2 separate regions of the Danio rerio genome follow, and region 2 is linked to region 1. The links are chromatin contacts, called in public HiChIP or PLAC-seq maps. All regions are on one chromosome and are shown on one strand. Each heading gives the region's core, a stretch centred on a gene start, on an enhancer-like site or on the middle of the called end of the contact. The rest is flanking DNA. Distances are from core to core; before and after follow the strand shown. Region 1 holds the start of cdh7a (cadherin 7a). Region 2 holds the start of dsela (dermatan sulfate epimerase like a).

Region 1 (7,574 bases), core at 2,917-5,416:
GCTCTCTTTATTAGCTTGCGCTACGCTTTAAGCATTCCAGACTCGAAGCTCTTTTTTATTTTGCAGTGGTGTCATGTAGCACTTCAATGAAACCATTGGAGGTCGGAGATAATTGAGACGTTATAGAGGATTATTTCTGCATAACTGTGTTTTCTTGATACACGTCAGCCATTTTTGAAAACTTTTTTTATTGAATCTACTCAGTCAAACACACAGAGATCTAATCAGTCACTAAGCACTTGTAATTCCCCTATAAAGTGAAGCTTACGATAGAGATTACGGGCTTTAGATGTGACTTTTCCCCACTGAGGGGTCCTGGCACTGTGGTCTTCTGAAGCAAAGCGCAAGACGCTCTGTTCTCCTCCAACTACGCTGGTACTTTTTTAGCTTGGAGATAATACAAGGAGGGAATGGATTCCCTGAGGGATGCTTTGTGATTTACTCTTCTGTTCACCTTCAGAGCTGGAGTTTCAAATGTGTTCTTAGTTACAGCATCTGTCATAGGGTATAGCTTTAATGTCACTTTTGTATTTAACGACTTCAATTTAAGCTTACCTTGCCATCAACATTAATGCGTAACACTTTCAAATGGCGACACTGTTTGAAGCCCAACTGAACCTGCGAGAAACAGCGTAATGAGTCTAATGCGCATGCTGTGATTAATTACGAATTGGTAAGTGCTCGAAAAACTCAAAATGGGCACTGTTTTGCCTGTAAAACATAGGATAGATCTAATCTTTTCTCGGACAACGTGAGATTTCCGTGGAGATTTCAACATCCTCTTCAACATCAAAATAAGCTGTTGGGGTGTGAATCCTGCTGCTGTGGGTTTGAACTGCTGGAAGGACAGATTTCTCTAGAGAGCGTAGATGTGCTCTATCCAAATCCCTTTTGAACTGTTTTTTTCCAGACTTGTAAGTGTTTGACTTTAAAAGGATGTTAGAAACACCTAAAAGGCTCTCTCGGACCGAGAAGCTCCAGGGACCCCTTAGGAGAAATTTGTGCCTGGAATTTTGTCACTTCAACTTAGAGTGCACACTTTTAAATTGTAGTTCTCCATTGCAATTTGGAGCATGAGAGGTTTTTTTATACGCCATAAAAATCCAGTGTCACTTACATAACACTCTTTTACGGTGATGTCCATCATTGTAGTTCTTAGTAGACGCTCTTAAGCTGGAGGTTGTAGGTTTAAACCCCAGATGGGGCTATTCACAAACCACTGCCATTGTGCTCCTGAGAAAAGTGCTTAACCAACCCCAAGATGAGTTTCACACAATGCTGAAGTACCTTAAGTCAGATTGGATTAGAAAGAGAATGGTAAATAAAGAATAGCTGAATTATTCAACATAGGCTACTTGTGAAATATGATAATGACAATCTGTGGGTCAGTGACGCGATGCTCAAAAAAAAAAAAAAAAAAACATTAAAAATGCATAATATTCATTCAACCAGCCTGCTGCAAGGAAATCTAGTTTAAAACATTCATTTTACATTCATGCTGGTTTCATTTGACTTTGAATACATTTTTAAGATACGAGGAAAATGATGACTGATTAAAAAGTCTAACCATCAAGTAAAATATGATAAAATATTGTCTATACTTCATTAATGTGGGTGCATATATCTTAATCTTTCTATGAAAAACATATTTTGGTGTGTAACTCAAAATATGGGTACAGTTGGACAGCATTTATAAGTTATAACTTTTTTTTAGACATAATAGTAAAAGAAAAAAGCCTCATTGAAAAAAGTTGAAGATGTATATATTCACATTAAAGATGTACATTTTACTTTGTTTGGACAAAACTGTGTGTAGGTACTGTATAGTGTGTCCACAGTCATATTGGGGAGATATAAACACAATCATTTTTTTTTTTTTTCGCTGTCTTTCGGATGAGACGTTAAACCGAGGTCCTGACTCTCTGTGGTCATTAAAAATCCCAGGATGTCCTTCGAAAAAGAGTAGGGGTTTAACCCCTGCATCCTGGCCAAATCTGCCCACTGGCTTCTGTCCACCATGGCCCCCTAACCCTCCCCATATCATAATCCGCTTGTTAAGTGATGACGTGTTAGTGACGTATGTAATACTGTTTTCGGGTCCAAGCCGCCATTCACTTGAGTGGAGAAATCATTCGTTTATGATCACTTTTTATTCCTATCACGCATTAAAGTTAATTTTACATAAAGATATAGTGTACACAACATTCTCTGGGCTTGCTGCAGAACAAATACCAAAATTTTAACAATTTATAAAACAATGAATCACTTTCTGGCCATCGAATTTTAGGCATGGACATATATATTGCGATCGTGACTTTCGAAAGTATTAAATCGCTTTGTAAACAATTATTATTACCATTTCATGAATCTCCCCATTCAGTTCAATAGAGAGCTTCGACCCGGAAGCCGCTCCGCGTGACGTCACACTTAACAAGCGGATTGGCTTCATCACTCTGTCTCCTCTCCACCAATCAGCTGGTGTGTGGTGTGCGATCTGGCACAAAATGGCTTCCGTCGCGTCATCCAGGTGGATGCTGCGCACTGGTAGTGGATGAGGAGATTCCCTCTATGTGTAAAGTGCTTTAAGTGTCTAGAAAAACGCTATATAAATTTAATGAATTATTATTATCATTTTTTCTGTTGTTAAAATAGGATCCAAATCCCACTCATTTTGAGGCCCACTGCAACGTGACAGGATTTTCCCCGCCCACTGAATTGATTGACAGCCGCGTATTAACATGTCTCTGTAACAACACGTATAATCATATCAACAAGACAGGACATGGGCAAAGCAATTAGGATTTGATTTGTTCAGCTCTCTGTGATCATCAAACATTATCAAATGTGATGAAGTTTTAAAACATTTTTACACTGCATGTTTGTACTTTACTTTACCTTATGTGTCTTTACTTTATCACACCACTTTATCATTGCCGGAACAAATTTACAAGTATTTTCAAAAAGGGCCTGTTCACACACACAGACCTTTCCGAATAATTGCTGGTAATTTTTCGGAAAGGTCTGTATGTGTGAAAGAGGCTAATGTGTGTGACTCATCATTGCTGAAAGGTTTGAATTAACTTCACAACCAATACATCCAATAATCATTGGCAAAGTTCTTAGTATTTCTAACAAATTGACGCAGCAGAGGTGGAGTTTGAGGCCCACTCAGGCACATGGGAACAGCACAAAAACAGCTACATTTTGTTCAGAGCAAAATATTCCAATATTCTTAAAGGTAGAATAAATAGTCTAATGGGTGTTTTGAGCTGAAAGAAATAGAGAAATAAAAGACTTATCTTAAATCTTGCAAAGGGGGTAAATTAGGTGCCCTTCAATGGCGAAATAAGTCTTCAAGCCAATTATTTCTTGAATATTTCCTAAAAAACATTTGAAACCAGCTTGAATGCAAATTAAGCATGTTTTAAACTAGACTTTTAGCCAGTCTTATATTTGACATTGACCCATATTCTGTCTGAGTATGATAATAGAGCAACTCTTTCCTTTGCTAGGACTTGAGATGGTACATATTTGCTTTATTTTTCCAAATCTTTGCATTGGAGCACCATCCCTCTTCCTCTGTCTGTTTCCCCCTCCCATCCCGTTTCCCTTCAGCCCTAAAGATTAATGTGCTCCACTTTCAGCAGTGCTGTCAAATACCCATCCAGAGGAAAGAGCTGAATGTCCATTTTGCTCACCTGTTGCGTCCAGCCTGCACCTGCATCTCACACGGCAACCTCTGAAATGCCAGAAGTCATGTTGTCTTAATCTGTGGTTCAAATGCGAGCCGCTATTCTAAAAAGAATGACAGTAAATCAAGCCAGCATCTGTGCTGACAGACACACTTTTTTGTATATTTTCCTGACTCTTTCTCTCTCTCTCTCCCTGATTTTCTTCATCCTCTCTCCCTGATGTCTGTTCTCACCGCAGGTTTGAGGGCTTCAACTACAATCATCGTTCATTCCTGTGGTCTCTCCCATCAATCACCGGTCAGACGGTCTGGTCTGTCTGGCTGCCCGTGCCAGTGCTGAGGGTGGTGCATCATTTCCAAGGAGCCAACTATTCACCTTAAGATCTCTGCAGTCCGTTCAGTACGGAGGAGTGTATTTTTTTTGTTTCCTTTTTTTTTACTTTCATCCTTTCAACAAATGATGCAGATTGGCTCTGCAGTGTGGACTGGACTGGCTGTAATGACTATACTGCTGTTGGCCCAGCGGGATGTGGGCTGTGGGGGGATGACTTTGAATTCTGTCCCGCTCCGTTCTGTTTCCCTGAGGCCCCTCAGAGATTCTGTGGGCACATCCCTTCAAAGACATAAGCGCAACTGGGTGTGGAACCAATTCTTTGTCCTAGAGGAGTACACTGGAGATGAACCTCTTTATGTTGGCAAGGTAGGAAAAATATATTCAAGTGGCTTTGATATTTTGCATGTACCCTCTTAAGAGCACTGAGGTCATTCCTGGTATTACAATCTCTTGTTTTTTATATACACGCTATGTATTACCATAGTCATTACATAAGCTGGATAATAACTACTGTAGGTACTCTATCTTTATTCTTACCCCTGAACCAAACCTTAACCCTTGTAGTGTCTTTATATAACCAAGTACTTATTTGTATTAAGTGCATGAACATTAAGTGCATGTACTGTAAAACAAAGTGCAACCAAGATTGATTTGATCAAAAGTGGTCAAACAAGCATTGCTGTTTATTTCTGGTAGTCACATAAACTCAAAAGTTTTGGCTTGTAATATTAAGTAAACAATGTACACCCAGCTGGTTTTGATCATAGAATAAACCCCAACAGAAATCTTTATGTACTGTATGGGATAAAATATATTCAGAAGGTTGTTATTGCAGAATAAAGCCCGGCAGGCTTATCGGCAGTTGTTATATAAGCCTGAAGGGCTTTATTCAGTGAAAACAACCGCCTGGATGCACATTTTCTTGCTTATTACATGGCTACTTGCCACAAAATCTAAAATATAGACAGCAAACTTTGTTCTGACATGTAATCATTTAATAATTCTTTAATTAAAGGAAAATTAAAGTAAATTAAAGTGTCTAAATAGAGTATACGCCAACCTATATGTTATTCGCTCACAGAATAGTACCAAACAGCAGTGTATTAATGTGGATGTATGCATCTGTATGTGAAATGATTAATTGATGGTCAAGATGATTTAAAGTACCTAGATAAGACTGTGTTATTAGTTTTAGTGGTTGTTATATGGGTATAACATAGCATGGAATTTTGCAACTGACTAATCAGAATCACAGTGTAACAAATTTGTTGAGAACAACTAGCTGGATGTGCATTATTCCACTTCTGAACACAATAACTATATCAAAGTACTTAGTTTTGGTATAGATATTGGAATATTGACAGTTGTTAACAGCAAATAACACACTTCAGAATGTTGCAGCTGACTAATCAGTATTGGGTATTGCAGAGAACCATGCTTGGTTGAGTTGCATTTATTTATTAAATTTAAATATATAAACCATTTGAATGTGGTCATGTCATTGGCCCATTAACATTTCCTGCTTGTTATCAAGCTATTTCCAGCTATAACAAGAGGCAACTTAACTATTACTTAATGTTAAAACAGCTTTTATAACCTTATTTATCAATATCTGTCTCTTTTTGGATTCTTGAAAGCTATAGGAATAAAAATGTAAAACAAGAAATATGTTGGGACCATTGTTTTTCTTGACATCCTTTAAAATGGTCTATAAATGTTTTTATATTTTTTACATTGTCACTGTTGTTTATTTTGTTTCATCTTTGCTGCAAAAATATGTCAAATAAATCCCCCAAAATGAATACTACTTGTTCTAGGTGTAAATGGGGTCCTAGATCGCATTCAGTGGCTTCCTGATAACTGAGCTGACATGTTTTTTTAGATGTACTTTGGATGCCCAGAAGCCAGTAGAGCTGTCCAGTCACGGAGACTTATTTCTCTGGAGTGTCTGTAAGGTCTTGAGCCTCGACTGTACATGATTGTCATTTCTGCTAACCCCAGAACACTAATTAAGCATGACTAGCTTTTTTGTATAGTCTTGGCATATGGAGGCATCCTAATACAGGCTCTTGTTTATAATAATAATAATTAATAATTCACAAATTGTCATATTTATTTTAAATATACAGTGGGTGACATTTTAAAAGGAGCATTACCATCGCGAGTGGCACTGCCGCCACACTAACACATATTTTTTGGTACAACCGCAGTTTGCAATTATGCCGCCAGGGGGCACAAAGGGACAGGATGCGAATGAACAGAAATATACAGTAGCTGTAAATACCCTGCTACTTGTAATTAAAGATAAATAATGAAAGAAAGCGTTATAATTCCTCTATTAATCATTAAAAACTTGTTAACAAGCTTTATTATCATTGTAAACTTGTTAAGTGAAATGAGGATTCATTTTGGAAAGTTAATAAAAAAAATTAAAAGACAACTAAAATGAAAGTACAAACATACATACAAATAAGTAGGCCTACATAAATTAATGAAAGAAAGAAAGAAAAAAAAGAAAGAAAGAAAGAAAGAAAGAAAGAAAGAAAGAAAGAAAGAAAGAAAGAAAGAAAGAAAGAAAGAAACCAAAATGGATACTACTCTTTCTAGGTATATCCAGTGGCTTCCTGTTAACTGAGCTGACATGTTTATTAAGATAATGTACTTTGGATCCCCAGAAGCCAGTAGAGCTGTCCAGTCACGGATACTTATTTCTCTGGAGTGTCCGTAAGGTCTTGTGTCTCAGCTGCACATGATTGTCATTTCTGCTAACCCTGGAGCACTAATTAAGCATGACTAGCTTTTGTCTATAGCTGGGGTCTCAAACTTCCGGCCCGCAGGCCATTTACGGCCCCTTCTCCTTTTCCTCCCTCCGGCCAGCAACTGACGTCAAAAATTTATGTGATTCAGCCCGCCAAAACATATATTTTTAAACCACTATCATTGTTGTGCAGTTGCATCTAGCAATTTATGGTTTTGACCCGCCACCTAGTCGATATTTATAGTACTGTATTCAGATTAGTTTTACTTTCATTTTCTCTCAGTGTATGGTTGAGAATAACACACATGCGTTTTATTTCTCTGGCTGATTTAAACGTTAAATAAGTGTAAGTGTTCTATTTTTACTAAAGCTCTATTTTTGTAAATATTCAAGGGCCGTTTGATTATTTCCAGTTTTATACCACTTGTATTTTCTTGTACAAACACGTCTTCATGGCTTACACCTCATGCTGGTGGTGTAGCAAATATGATAATTTTGCTAATATTTGATTCAAATGGTCTCATTTAATAGATTTTCTTCATATGCTTATTAAGATTTGCATAAAAACTATACACATTAGTAAAATTGTACTTCTAGTTGATGTAAATGTGAATATGTTCATACTTTCCCCTTATTTGTTATAGTTTTATAAAAAAAAAAGAAAGATGTTTAAAAGAACAATTGCAAGTAAAGTCCAATCGGCTTTCTAATAATGCTTATTATTTGTAGTATTTCATAGCAATTTAAACTCCCTCTTCAATGTGTTCAACAATAAACAAAAAGCTAGAGTT
Region 2 (7,574 bases), core at 2,667-5,166, 310 kb after region 1:
CTGTGAATCTAGTGTAGCACAGCCCTGATCCACACCATCTGTGTTCTGCTTAAAAAGGGTGGTGATGTGCCTTTTTATATTCTTACGCAAGTACAGGCTTGGTTTGCTGTTGTACAGCATTAGATAAATCCATGCACGGGGGTCTCTGACCACATGAAGTGAGCGAAGTGAATGACCTATGACCTCTTGAAGATATGGCAGCTTTAGGAACCAGCCGCCAGTGCCCAAGCTCAGCTCCGGTCTTGCGTTTGGGTACTTAACCAGGTGCTGCCTGAGCTCTTGTATGTATACCATGTCTATAGTAACACCCTTCCCTCCTTCAGTCTTTGATCGTTCTGAAAGCAACATTCTTCTCTTTCTTTGTCTTTTCACTTTGACATCATCCCCTGCTTCATCATTGATCTGGTGCAACTGAATATTCTGTAAGTGAAGTTTCACATTGTGGATTATGGAGTGAAACCATCCCTGAACTACTCGAAAGCGTCCATTTTGCGCATCTTCTCTGGACCACTCACAAGCATCAAGCAGGGAGCTGAAAGGAGAAACAGGCAACCGCAGGTAGGCAGAAGGGATCCGGAGGTATAAAAAGTCTGAGCTGTTATCAAAAAGGTGCTGAAGGATCTCTGCTCCCGAGCCTGGCATGGATGTGATTGTGATTACAGGGAGGACATCAGGGATGTTAGAGTCTGATGCATGATATATGCTGCTGTCTTTTGGCTTGTTACACAAGAGCTGTTCGCAGCCATAAAAGACCGACAAGAGTTCAGTCACCCACAAAAACAGCACACAGACAAGAGTGCAATGAATCAGCATGTTGAATGACACATGAAGCTTCCGTTTTTTGATTACAAAAGCTAAAGCAAAACATAAAGTCAGTATTGCTGAGATATTAACCAGAAATCCGAAGTCAAACACAAAATCTTTTGCGACTTGACTTGCCAAGGTTTGGATTCCCCTGCCAAACTGAACTATTCTTTGGTTGTCCTCTGTTTTAGCAAATCCTGCAAATCCCAAGTAGCCCTGTCTGGCCTCAATGTCAGCATAGTTTGTCACAACTGACACAACAGTCTCTGTGTCATTAAGAGTCACTGATATTTTTACTCCGTTTTTACTGTTGTCAATGAATCTGCAGTCTGAGACCTTGACATAAGGGCCATGCATCAAGTAAGCCACCCTTGTGATGGGATTCTCCATGCGAAAGGTCACGTTTATGAACTGTGTCCATCTCTTTTTGAATTCGGCAGCTTGTTCAGCTTCTTGTATCCTGGCAACAGGACTGGATCCTTGCACGTCCAGCCAAAACATTTTGTAATGTGCGTCCCACACATCCATCAAAGCCCCATTGTATTTCCCAAATGATCTGTGAGGAACGTACCTGAAATCAATGTCTAGGTTGTGAAAAAAGGCACTAAAAGAACTGAGAGGAGAGTGCTCGTGTTTTTCGATGTGATCCAGTACAAGCAACGTTTGAGAGTTGAGAAGTACAAGTGACCTATACACACTCTTTAGCTTCATGGCAGATGAATAGGCTGACACAGACTCTCCACTCACAAATAACATGTCCTGATGTGACACAGCAGAGATGACCTCCCCGGCTGTATTGCCGACTTCCTTTTCTCCCCATCGTAGCCACTTTGAACATTCCCCCAACTGTCCTTCCCATGGCTCATTACACTGACTGGTGGGTGAGGGGGCAAATACCAGCACATTATTAAGATAGCTGTACTTAGGTCCATACAAGGCCTCAGAGACAAACACCTGTCCATTTGGTGCAAAAGTGAAGGAGTTTTGATCAGGGTGCTCGTGCCCTGGGTTGAAGTTCATCCAGCCATCTACCCAAGAGTAAGGTTGAGCGTGGACTATATCGTAGACTGCTCGTCCTCCTAATTTTCCAGATTTAAATGAGACAAAGGTATTACCCTGAGCTCGAGTTAACCCTGCTCCATATGTCACCACACCCCAGTTGGAGAAAATATGCATGGCTGCTTTGTTAAAGTCAGACGGAGGCTGCGGAGTTAACTCAGAATTATACCATATGTACTCTGTATGTAAAGTAGCCCAGCGTTGAGCTGCTGATTGCATCATGGGGCCGTCTTTAGGACGATGCTTCCTAATTTGCTCTGCCAGCCAGTTTCCTGAGCCATTCCGGAGCACGTATGCATCCAGAAACACAAGCTGGCTCTCTGGCCCATAGAACCAGTTGTAATTAGAGTCTGCGATGCCAACAGTTCTTTGAAATCCAGGAAGCAGAGTGGCGAAGTAAAACATAAAATGAGCTCTAAGCCAGTTGTTCTGCATGTTGTCTATCTGAAAATGACGCAACGCTAAGTAAACATACTGAGTGATGGATTTTGCCGTGTAGCTACCATACGCAACACCTTCATCAAGAGAGCCATCAACGATGTGACTGAGGAGAAACATGGTCTTTTCCATGTAGTTTACTGATATTTGTTTCCATATCATTGTCTCGGGATCATTATGTTCCCCTGCCACAAGAGCACCAATTAGGATGGCTAGTATGTTAGTTGTCTGGTGGTTCTGCAGAAACTGCTTTCCCCATCCCCTGTGCTTGGAGAGCTCGAAAAGCTCCTCGGTAACAGAACGTATTTTTTTGAGATATCGCAATCTTCTCCGGGTATCAAGAAAGGGGTAAATGAAATCATATGCTGTGGCAAAACCAGTGAGAGAGTGGGCGATCGGAACCTCATCATTTGGAGCACTGGACACCATCCAATCTGGATATTCCACCATTCTGTCCATGTACTCAATCAAAAACTGAGAGGCGGCAGCATCCTCAGGTTGAAGCAGGCAATATAGTGCAAGAGGAGGCAAATTGTTGCCATAAATCTCATTCCATTTCTTGCCGAAATCCTCATGGTTCAATGGAGGCTGGTAAACAGCTGCATTAGATAACATAATAGAAACAGCATTTCGAATCACTTGGAATATGCGTCTATGTGTAGTGCTGGCCCTCTTTTTCATTAAACGCACCTCAGTATGATCAAAGTATAGCTTGGGGTGAAGGTGTTCTGACAATGTGGCATTGTCTCTTTGGTGCTCATTCAGAGACACATATCTGTCTGAGGCAGATGAAATTCCACAGAAAGCAAGTCCCACTGCCAAGACACAAAGCAGAAACGCAGACCTCTGCATGTTCTCCATGATCCAAGAAACAGATGTGGTGCTTTTTCTCTTCGAAAGCTCCTCCTCTGAAGCGCCCAGAAATGTTTTTTATTAGTCCAATTTGAACTCACATGTCGGGCTGCAGATATTTTTCCTTTTCATGCACAAAAAGTGTCAATATAGAAGAATAGGCAGTGAATAGGAACTATTCACAATTCTGTGAGAAAACATGCTTTACATTCCCATATATGGACATCCGTGAAAACTTGATGTACCCACGCAAAACTTCCTCATTTGTTTGAACGCTGTTGTATTTGTTTGAATAGAAATGTCATCAACCTCGCGGATATTTAAAGCATTATTTGAGCTAAGTGACAACGGAAATGTCATAAATGCAGATGTGTTAAATAAACTTCCGTTGTTAGTATCCTGTTTCCCGCGAGTCCTGTGGAGTTTTCCAGAGAAAGTTGCTGCGTTCGTCAGTAACTCTTCACAACACCATGTCACGGTTAGCGCCTTTTACTCAACTTGTGACACGAAAAGCGAGATAATCCATTAATCCACTTTGAGGTGAGGGAAACCGCTTGCTGGGACGATCCTATGTAGTGATGTTTCCTCTTTAAGCATACGACCAAAGACCATAAGCAGAGTTCAGAATGCTTACCGGCCATTTCAATGTCTCTTTGTAGGTTTAATGATAAGGTTTTATCCATCATGTTCATCGTCCGCCACAGAACTGGCTCATCTTCATCAAGACAAATCGTTTTCCTATCTTCCTAGTAATCTAATAGCTTAACTATTGCTTCTGCATTGGTAATTTTTAATGTGGTCAACAGATGGCGTCGTAATATCACATTGAGTGGCTCTATTAGGCAGTATTTTCGCTATTCTTATCACTTGGCTTATAAATAATTAATCAAATGGAATTACTATCTACTATAAAGTAGTTTAATAGGTATGATTTATTGTATTAGAGTCATGTTGACTCTGAAGAAGAGAGTGTGTCCTCTTTCACTTTCAATTGTTTCAATTCAATTCAAAATTGCTTTATTGGCATGACTGTAATTGATACAATGTTGCCAAAGCTTAAAATAGAAGGACAAATATAAAACTACAATAACATATCAAAATAAAAGAATAGAAACAAAATATCATAATGATTTAAAAATTAAATAAACAATGTAAGGAATAAAAATGTGCACATTGTTATTGCAAAATGTAATGCAATGTAATTGCGTTGTGGTACATAGACACCACATTCACACACTCAGTTGAATCAGAATTATTAGACCCTTTTTATTTTTTTATTTATTTTTTTACATTTTCACAGTGTGTCTAATGCTTTATCTTCTGGAGAATTATTTGTTTTATTTCGGCTAGAATAAAATCAGTTTTTAATTAAAAAAAAATTTTAGGGCCAAAATTATTAGCCCCTTTAAGCTAAATTTTTAAAAATAGTCTACAGAATAAACCATCGTTATAGAATAACTTACCTAATTATTCTAACCTGCCTAGTTAACCTAATTAACTTTGTTGGGCATTTAAATGTCACTTTAAGCTGTGTAAAAGTATCTAGAAAAAGTATCTATCTGTGTAAAAGTATCTAGCGGCCAGTGCTGCTGTCTGTCCCTGTCTGTTTCATTTGTTTCTCTTCAGTCATTTTGAGAAAGGTTCTTAATGTAGTTTGTTGAAATATGTGTCTCAGATTGCTTTAAAGTGTTGGCAGTGAAGGAGAAAGTGCACCTCCGTCTCGATCTCACCTGTCCTTATGAACACACACTCTTTGTTCTGTGGGTCTCCAGCTCTTTCTGTGTCTGCCGGTGTCCTGACATTTTAGTCTACCCATCAGATTATGCTACCAACACTGTATTCGAATGGATTTGAGGTTGGAGTTAGGGATTAGGTAGGTTAGGGCGATATTATAGTTCATATCACACTACTCCACATTAAAATTACACTTGTAGCAAAATCTGATCGTTAGCAAGATGCATCATCAAAATTTGCTACCTACTTTTTAAATGGGAGGTACTGTAGGACAATCTGACGAGGACAACACCAGTCCCTATGGCCAGTCTGTGTTCACTGAGCTTGTATTTGGGCAGGATCTGCCTTTGCTTTTTGTTTGTGGATATTCTTTCTATTCATAATTTAATTTGATCATCAGATAGAGTTTCAATTTACTTCGTGTTTTAGTTTCTATGACCATATGTTCCAAATGTGTATTTTTAGATTGTTTGATAATGTGATTTATTTAGATGTTTGTGTGAGAAGCAGTGCTGGTCTGGTACTGGTCAGGGTTCAACCCTTGAAATGCAGCGATTCTGTGGGACTTGATTTTAGATGCATCCTGAATTAGAGAGATCTTTTTTTCTATATTAATAATCAATGAGAATCTGCCTAATTCTGCCCTACATGCAGTTTTGCGTGTTCATTCATTCATTTTATTTTCGGCTAAGTTAATTAATCAGGGGACACCACAGAGGAATGAACCGCCAACTTATCCAGCATGTTTCACGCAGCAGATGCCTTTCCAGCTGCAACCCAACACAAGAAAACACCTGTACACTATGGCCAGTTTATCTAATTCAATTTACCTGTACCGCATGTCTTTGGACTGTGCGGGAAACCGAACACAGAAATGCCAACTGACCCAGCCAGGGCTCGAACCAGCGAAACCTTCTTGTTGTGAGGCGATTGTGCTACCCACTGCGCCACCGTGGCACCCACCATCGGGTGTTCTTCTTTGTAATTTAGGATCATTCTGCAGAATTCGTGTGTGAAGGGCTTTTTATACTTTTTTTTCATACGTTTTTTGAGTATACACATTTGCACATGCTAAAGAGAAAAATGCACACAGATACACACACAGGGAGCTCTAATATAAATTACTTTTGTAAAATGTAACAAATTTAATGATGAACACATCCCATCAAACATATGGTAGGCGATATATTAATTTGATTTGCTTGTTTCATATGATGGATTTTATAAAAATACTGCTTCATCCAAGATATTTCAACTTTATTTGATAAACAAAACAATCACAATATCCTTAATGCAGACTAATAGACAAGTTCATAAAAAAATGAAAACCTTATTACATATTATGATACTGTAAAGATTAACACAATACAAAGTAAACAAACAGTCCATGTTAATCCTCTTTCTTTGCTTCGGAGGTCTTTTCTGTGCTCTCAGGCTGCGATTCTATTGCCTTCTTTCCATGTGTATCCAACGCAGGGCTGGCTGTAGCTTCTTCCTCAGGTTTCTCATCGTCCGCAGGTACAGCAGTACATGTAGCATAGATAACCAATACAACTACACCCACTGGCAGTCCAAGCACAAAACAGGAGAACACCGGTGCTGTCTCGACCATCGACTGGGATCAGGGAGAGTTATGTTAGTTACTAGGACAACAGTGACCTAAATATTAGCCTCAAGTAAATATTTGATGAGGATGTGATCAGCCGTGTGTTTTGGTTTTTGATGTGTTAAGCTTTTTGTAAATATTTGGGGGAAAGTGTAAATCTAGTGTTAGTCAGACTTACCATCACAGTATTCTTCCCCTTATAGAAAATTCTCTTAGCGCACTGCCAAAATCCATTTCCTCCAAGGAGCTGATTAGGGAGAAAAAGGGAATTGCGTTGAGGAAATTAAAAGACAAAACAGACTGAGGAAAGCGTTCTTGTTGCTCATACCGTTGTGCTGCCATCCAGAACACTGTTGAGGAACTGAAGTAAATCCTCAATGGTCTCAGTGCTGCTTTCGGGTATATAGTATCCATCAATGGACATGTTTAGCACAATAATGGAAGGCATCGCAAGTTCCCTGAGAAGATGGAACACATTTGTGGTGATTATATATATATAAAACATGAAATAAAAACGTTGAAATTTGATTTGACTCACCCCATAATTAAACCGTTGACATATTCATTACCATCCACATAACCAAACTGAAAATCACTATAGGTGAAAGGAAAATCAACATTGTCTTTGTTAAGAAATAACTCTTCATGCTGTTTTTGTTCATATAAATGTGCTTCTTACCTTTTATAATGGTCTCTGTATTCTGTAGACACCCTTTCCATCAGAGTTTTGTACCTAAAGAGAGCAATTTAAAGTTTTGGAAAGGAAGTAATGAGAAAAGTACTGCCAATTGTCACAACTCGGAGACTTCTGTGCATATTTTCTAACGTTGTTTACCGAATGCTTTCTTCAGATGGATTTTTCTCATCTACTACTGCCAATGCCACCAGTTTACCTATCAGGGATGTGTAAGAAATGAACAGCGACACAACAAATTATGCATGCACGCAAAGCTCACATAATCACAATCTGTCAAAGCATCATTTTCACACATAAAAACTTGGCAGAAAATCACCATAGCTGTTATGCTTTATCATCAAGTGGCAGAAATATAGCAATCACTCAAATTAGTGTTAAAGTTTG

Evidence for each region. HiChIP or PLAC-seq counts read pairs in DNA pulled down with a chosen protein or histone mark.
Region 2: an H3K4me3 HiChIP or PLAC-seq map of embryo shows a contact between it and region 1, with 7 times the contacts expected there. The contact joins the promoter of dsela here to the promoter of cdh7a in region 1. A contact is called at or near these places in 1 of 18 Hi-C or Micro-C datasets (caudal fin) and 1 of 4 datasets of contacts at active chromatin or transcription factors (embryo).

Annotation. Positions count from the first base shown.
Region 1 is chr2:30,345,793-30,353,366 of GRCz12tu, forward strand. It overlaps cdh7a (cadherin 7a), which reads left to right and starts at 4,167. Exons shown (of 11, transcript NM_001077448.2): 1 at 4,167-4,391. The coding sequence starts at 4,191.
Region 2 is chr2:30,652,257-30,659,830 of GRCz12tu, forward strand. It overlaps dsela (dermatan sulfate epimerase like a), which reads right to left and starts at 3,917. Exons shown (of 1, transcript XM_691410.8): 1 at 1-3,917. The coding sequence starts at 3,162. tmx3a (thioredoxin related transmembrane protein 3a) reads right to left here. Exons shown (of 16, transcript NM_001020557.1): 11 at 7,329-7,386; 12 at 7,173-7,226; 13 at 7,032-7,088; 14 at 6,822-6,951; 15 at 6,672-6,740; 16 at 6,130-6,502. The coding sequence ends at 6,278.